Regions from separate parts of the Anser cygnoides genome. Here region 2 is linked to region 1. A link is a contact called in public Hi-C data. All regions are on one chromosome and are shown on one strand. The core of a region is the stretch at or near the end of the contact, and the rest is flanking DNA. Distances in the headings are between cores, read along the strand shown. Region 1 holds the start of ZNF326 (zinc finger protein 326). Region 2 holds the start of LRRC8B (leucine rich repeat containing 8 VRAC subunit B).

Region 1 (3,023 bases), core at 203-2,702:
GGGAAATCTGCAGGCTACAGTGCTTTTTGCTCAGCTGTATCCAAAGTCTGTGGCTCAAGTATATTCGCATCTGCTGCCATCCAGAGCTTGGGGAGGGAAAATGTCTGACTGCTGTGTCAGACTCAGGTTTTAGCTTAATAAAAAGCTTGGACTCTGGACCTACGTGAGTCAAACCTTCCTTTCCCAAAATGGGGCTTTTATTACTTTTCAGATGCAGAGAAATTGGCAGGTTTTGATCCAAGCCTGTTAGCTACCGAAGAATGAAGGAAGACCTGACAAAATCAAAAATCAAGAGATAGTGACTTTGCCCACCATTACAACCAGAAAGTGTGTCTCTAGCTTGTCCTCAGAGCCAACTCCTTAGTTTTTTTGTCAGATCTGCTCTCTGCTGCTCTCTCACATAGTCCTCCCACCCCCGTTCAGGAATGTATAAAACATTAAGAAGCTACAAGGAACGAAACATTTCTCAGCATGTGAGTCTCACAAAGATCTTTGGTTTTTGTTGCATGATGTATGTATTTGTTTTTTTTCTTCTCTCAAACCTTTGGCTATGGGAGGAGAAAAGTGGTGTCTTACAACTAGCTTGAATTGAATGAAGCCTGTGTTTACATTTAGCCTGTTTCAGTGTTTCAATGCAGCCTGTAACAGAAACTACAACAGCTTGTCCTGGGATTCACGGATGAATTGGTGTTAACGGTAGGTTGATCGAAGGGGACTTTTACAGGGCGGATACTGCTTAGTTGAGTTCTGTTGCCTAAGGAAGGCTACACTTCAGCACAGGATTACTTGTGTTCGCTATTTTGGGAGGAAAGAGTGAATATCGAGGCCTATTCATAGCTATTTATGATGCTCTTCCTGGGAAGGCCTCGAGGCAGCCCAAGGGGCCACTGTGGGTGGTGCAGCCATGTCAGGAGCCAGGACGAGGGGACAGCGCAAGTACTCCTCTGTGTAACATCACCGAGCTGCTTCCCAAATACAGCCATGTAAGAGATGGGCACAGCCATATGCTCACACAAAGCAGCAGCAGCCCCTGTTGTGGGCTGGCACAGGACAAGGCTCCTCACTCCACACCGCTGTGGAGCCGCGGGGACTCGCTCCCGCCAAGCACTGCCTGGCTTCCAGTGCAGAGTAAAGGCACATTTTGGTCCTTGTGTACTGAGGGCAGTGTTTGCTGCCGTCGCCCCTTATGTTTTCACCGGGGCCAGAGGGCGTGTGGCAGGAAAGAAAGCGTTGGGACTACAAAAGGCGTGGCAAAGACGCGGCTGTTTCACCGCCGATAACCCCGCTGCGCCTTCAAGCCAGATAAGGCCCGCTGCCATGACGCAAAATGGCGGCTGCCAGCACCTAATATGGCCGCCGCGCAGCCTCCTCCCTCGTGACCCCGCCGATCCGGGCGCCAGGCGCCGGCGGCTTCGGGCGGCCGGGGCCCCTTTCTCCCTTCGTGCCTCGCCGCTCACGTGATGCGGCGGCCGGGCCAATCGGCGCGCTCCCCGGCGGCGCGCAGGCCCCGCCTCGCCTCGTTGTGGCGGAGGGCGCCATTGCCAGCCGCGGCCGCCAGCCGCCGGGAGCGGGGCCCGCCGCCATCATGGACTACGGGGAAGGTGAGCGCGCGCCCCGCAGCGCCGGGCAGGGCCCGGCCGCGTCTCCGCACGGCCGCGGCCGCCTCGCTCCGCGCAGGGCGCTCCCCCTCCCCCCCCTCCCCCGCACACACCTCCTCGCCCTCCTCCTCGCCGCCCCTCCCGGGCCGGGGGAGCTGCGGCGGCCGTCGGCGGGCGGGCTGCGCGGGAGGAGGAGGAGGGCAGAGGAGGGCTGAGGGGCCCCAGGGGCCCTCCCGGGGCCCTCCCGGGGCCCTCCCGGGGCCGGGCGGGCGGGCGGGCGGCGAGGGCGGGGGGCGAGCTGAGGCGCCCGGGGGGCGCGGGGCGAGCGGGGGGCGAGGGGGAGGGGTGCGGGGGGGGGGGGCGGCGGCGGCGCGGGCAGGGCCGGGGGGAGCTCGGGGCGAGCTCCGTGAGGGGGTCGTGGCAGGAGAGCCGCCAGCAGGGAGAGCCGCCTGTCGGCGCGGCTCCCGGTGTCTCCCCTCCAGCTCTCGCTAAGCACTAAGTCATTCTCACTGACCCATCCTCTCCAGCTGAAGACAGAGATTGGAGGTTCCCAGATACCCCCATGCATTGTGGTGTGAACATGCCCAGTGGGTCAGTCTCAGGTATGAGCTATAAATACGTCTAACCTCTAAAAAGCGTTGGGGCTGAACAGTCAGTGTTGCCAAAGATGTTAAAAAGGGTTATTGAAAGTACGTAACGTGGTGTGGCTGCACATGTTGTTTTCTGGAGGAGTTGTAACTGGCGGGGAGTGAGACTCGGTTCTCATCTTGGGCATGTCAACATGAGCTCCTGCACATTCCGAGTCCGAACGAAGAGGTGTTGGAGGAGTGGGGATGGGAGGGAACGCAGACGTCACTTACGATGTTGCTGTTTGCATACATCGGTATTTTATTTTCTCATGGACTACTATATTTGATTCGTGCTGCTTAGATTGAAAAGAAAGCAGCAGAAACGGGGTCAGAGAATGTTTCCCTCTCCCACGCGGGCATGGGAAAAAAACCTAGATTTTCTTTTGTAATTTACTTTAAGTAAGGGTGTGGGAAGGAATATAAAAAGCATAAAAATAAATGCGGTAGAGCAAATGTTAGCTTTTGTTTATACGCTGTTAAAATACCTGCAACTGAAAAGAATACAGATTTTATGGGTAAGGTTATAAACTTAGCAAGACTCAAGAAGTGTTTTGAAATCTCTTGTCAGCATGCAAACAAGTACCAAAAGGATGTTAATGTATCAATATAAAACTTTTACAATAAACTGTACCTAAGCTTTATTTACAGATGTCACCAAATAAGTATTTGCTATTGGATCTCTTCATACACTTGCTGGCCGTTACATGGAAATAACATGGATTACAGAAGCATCTGTGATTGCAGTATGACCGTTTTCGTGATACACTCCTTGAGTCTTAGCTCTTTTGCCAACAAT
Region 2 (3,023 bases), core at 175-2,674, 150 kb before region 1:
CAGAGCAGATGATTTATCTTGATGGTGGAAGTCAAGATACATGAAGGCTATGAAGGTGGCAGGTCAGGAGACAAAAGGGAATTGGTCTTTTAGGAAGATTGCTGGCCTAGCTAATGTTTACCAAACTTTAAGAATGATTCTTAGAGAAGAAATTGAAGAAAATGCCTCGCTATTGTCACCTCTGAGGTTAAAAATTACTATTAATCAGTGTATCACCATAAGTAACACCAATCAGCCTGAAACAAATGCAAAACAAATACATTCTCCACTATGCTAGCAATATGGCTGCAAACTGGAAAAACAAGTGTGCTTTTTTTACAACGTACATATTTGCATTAGCAGTTCTATACGTTTGGGTTAAAACACCAGTTTCACTTTTATTTGTAAGTAGTTTCAGTTTTGGCTCAACGGCAGTGTTTGTGTTCCAAAACTTGTTTTGCACAAAAGTATGTTGTATTTTAATAGCTCTTTTAAGTTGAAACTGATAATAATAGATAAATGTGAGCTCCATATGATTTGTAAATTATTTTCACAAAATCTAGAGTCTCTGCTGTTTAAATGAAGCGGGGGTTGTATAGCTGTGAGGAAAAGGATTTTGGTGTTCTATGGAGGAAAAACAACATTTTGAAAATAGATTTTTTTGCTAGCTGATAACTAGACAGTTAACAAACATTATTGTAGCAGAATGAATGTAAGGAGTATAATTATGTTGGAAATACATTTCTGAATAGATTTTTTGCAGTGGGGTGCCTAAGAATGAAAATATTGAAGGAAAATTTCTTGAGCAGATCGAGATGTTTGTACGTCTGGCTAAGAGGAGGCAGAAACACCCCATTTGCTGAGGTATTGGGAGAAATCTAGGTAGAAATCAGCCTTTTCTTTCAGGCTTTCACACATTTACCCCTGCAGAAGCAGCTTTTCAGACACGGCCGAGGGCGGGAATTGCACTGTCAGCTGGAGAAAGAGGAAGTGGAGTAGGAAAGTCAAATAACTTTTGGTGTGTGGGCTGTTTTTTTTAAGCGTTGTGCATACTTGTGAGGTTTTGTGAAACGTTATCTGCTTTTGACTGGACCTGCATGGCCCCCGGAGGCTCTGGCCCCGCAGCAGCGCGGCTTTGGGCTGTCCCTCTCAGGAGGAGGACGGGCACTGCGTGCACCCGACCCGGTGACGGGACCGCTGTCGGTGTGCGGAGCGGTGCCGGACGAGCCTGGGTGCGCCCACAGGGCCCCGGGCGGTCTCCGGGGCCGGGCGGGACGAGCCCTTCCCCTCAGCCGAGCCCCCCGCCCGGTGCCCGCCGGGCTCCCCTGGGGCCGGGCCGGGCCGCAGGTGCGCGGCGCCGCCTTTGTCCGCCCAGGCCGCCGCCGCCCCGCGGCCTGTCAGCGGGCCCGCCGGCCGCAAGCCCCATTGGGCGGCGCGGCCGGTGACGCGCGGCGGGGCGGGCCCGGAGCCGAGGAGCGCCGGTTGCAGCCGGTGCCTCGCGCTGCGCTGCGGGCTGACGGGCGCTGACGGGCGGGCGGGCGGCGGGCGAGGCTCGGCGAGGGGCTCGGTGAGGGGCGAGGCGAGGCTCTGCGCCGCGGCCAGGTAAGCGCCGGGCAGCGGCCGCCGGCAGGTGCCGCACCGCCACGGCCTGCGGGGAGCGGCCCCGCGCCCTCCCGCCCCGGGGGAGCGGGGCTGGGGCTGGGGCTGGGGCTGGCGGCCGGCGCCGTGCGGGTGGGGCCGGGGGGAGGCGCCGCGCCCGGTGCCGTTACCGCTGCGCGCCCGCCTCCGCCGGGCCAGGTGTGGCGGCGGCACCTGCCGGTGCCCCGGGCTCCGCTGGGCCGCGGCCTCCTCGCTGCTGCCCGGCCCGGCTGCTCCGCCCGGAGCCCGGGGCACCCTCCTGGCTCCTGGTAGCGGCGTGTCCGGGGGGCGATCAGCCGGTGCTGCGGGGTGTGGGGGGGTAAAGCGCCGAAACGGGCTTCCCCGGGGCTCGGTTCTGCGTGGAGGTTGTCATTAACCGTGCTGCTCGGCTCGCTCTGCTCGAGTGAACACCTGGTGCGGTCCTTTCCAGCAGCAGCCCTGGGTAACGCTGCGGTGAGCCGGGAGCTCCGTGCTCACTTGCGTTTTCAGGCGTTTCAGTGGTGTGTTCTGCTGACTGCTGGCTTCCCTTGCCTGCTAGCTGAGGCGATAAGATAAGGCATCGCTCCCTTCCCCGTGTCTCAGGAGTCTCCTCTCTGTACCTGCTTAGCAGGGAGGGCGGCTGGTCAAAGGATTGCTTATCTGTTTTGGCTGCGTTCATAAACTTTTTTTGGGGGAGGAACGGAGCTCACAAGGCTTAAGTAATATCATCTTACAGGGCATCACTCATATAATTTATTATGTATTGTCTCCGTATATTGCATGTGTTTTTTTCACTCTGTGCAACCCAGCAGGCCCTGGGGGGAATGGACGAGTTCTCCCAAGTAGCGCTTTTCTTCAGCAGCTGCGGTGCTGACCAGGGCAAGGGATGTGGTAGGAGAGAGAACGGGAGGGAGAAGGGCTGCACTGTAGAACCGGGAGTTAGGATAGGCTACAAGTTCCCTTAAGGGCTTTCCCTAGTGTTTTTAAAACATCCTGTTGTAGCTAGGTAACAGTGCTTATCACAGAGTTTCATGCTAGCACATATTTTACATAGTAACCGTTTCAATTTCAGTAGGTTTCATGTAATTCATAGAAATTTACATGTTTGTTCTCTTATGCTCTTGAGAGAAAAGTTGTTGGTCTGACCGCTATTTTTTCCTTTTTTTTTTTTTAAGGAAGATAGCATTATCATGGGGACGAAAATAAAATTAATTTCCTTCTGCTTCTCACAAGATACCTGTACAAGTGCTCTTTGAAGTTGGTGACAGCATGTTGAGTAAATTTTAGAGCAGCAATACTAAAGAGGCATCCATCTGTAATTCAGCATTATAAAATCAGCCTCGTAGAGCAGTATCTTACTGCCAAAGAAGTATTTTTATAATGGATTTCTTGAATGAGAGGAGGGAGGAAGAAAGTCTTGAGTTCCT

The links. Hi-C and Micro-C count contacts between places; a contact is called where the count stands out from the background.
Region 2: a Hi-C map of liver shows a contact between it and region 1, with 2.8 times the contacts expected there. The contact joins the promoter of LRRC8B here to the promoter of ZNF326 in region 1. A contact is called at or near these places in 4 of 7 Hi-C or Micro-C datasets (granulosa cells and liver).

Annotation. Positions count from the first base shown.
Region 1 is chr8:17,228,482-17,231,504 of Taihu_goose_T2T_genome, reverse strand. It overlaps ZNF326 (zinc finger protein 326), which reads left to right and starts at 1,452. Exons shown (of 13, transcript XM_067001220.1): 1 at 1,452-1,601; 2 at 2,126-2,200. The coding sequence starts at 1,586.
Region 2 is chr8:17,377,382-17,380,404 of Taihu_goose_T2T_genome, reverse strand. It overlaps LRRC8B (leucine rich repeat containing 8 VRAC subunit B), which reads left to right and starts at 1,424. Exons shown (of 5, transcript XM_067001218.1): 1 at 1,424-1,581.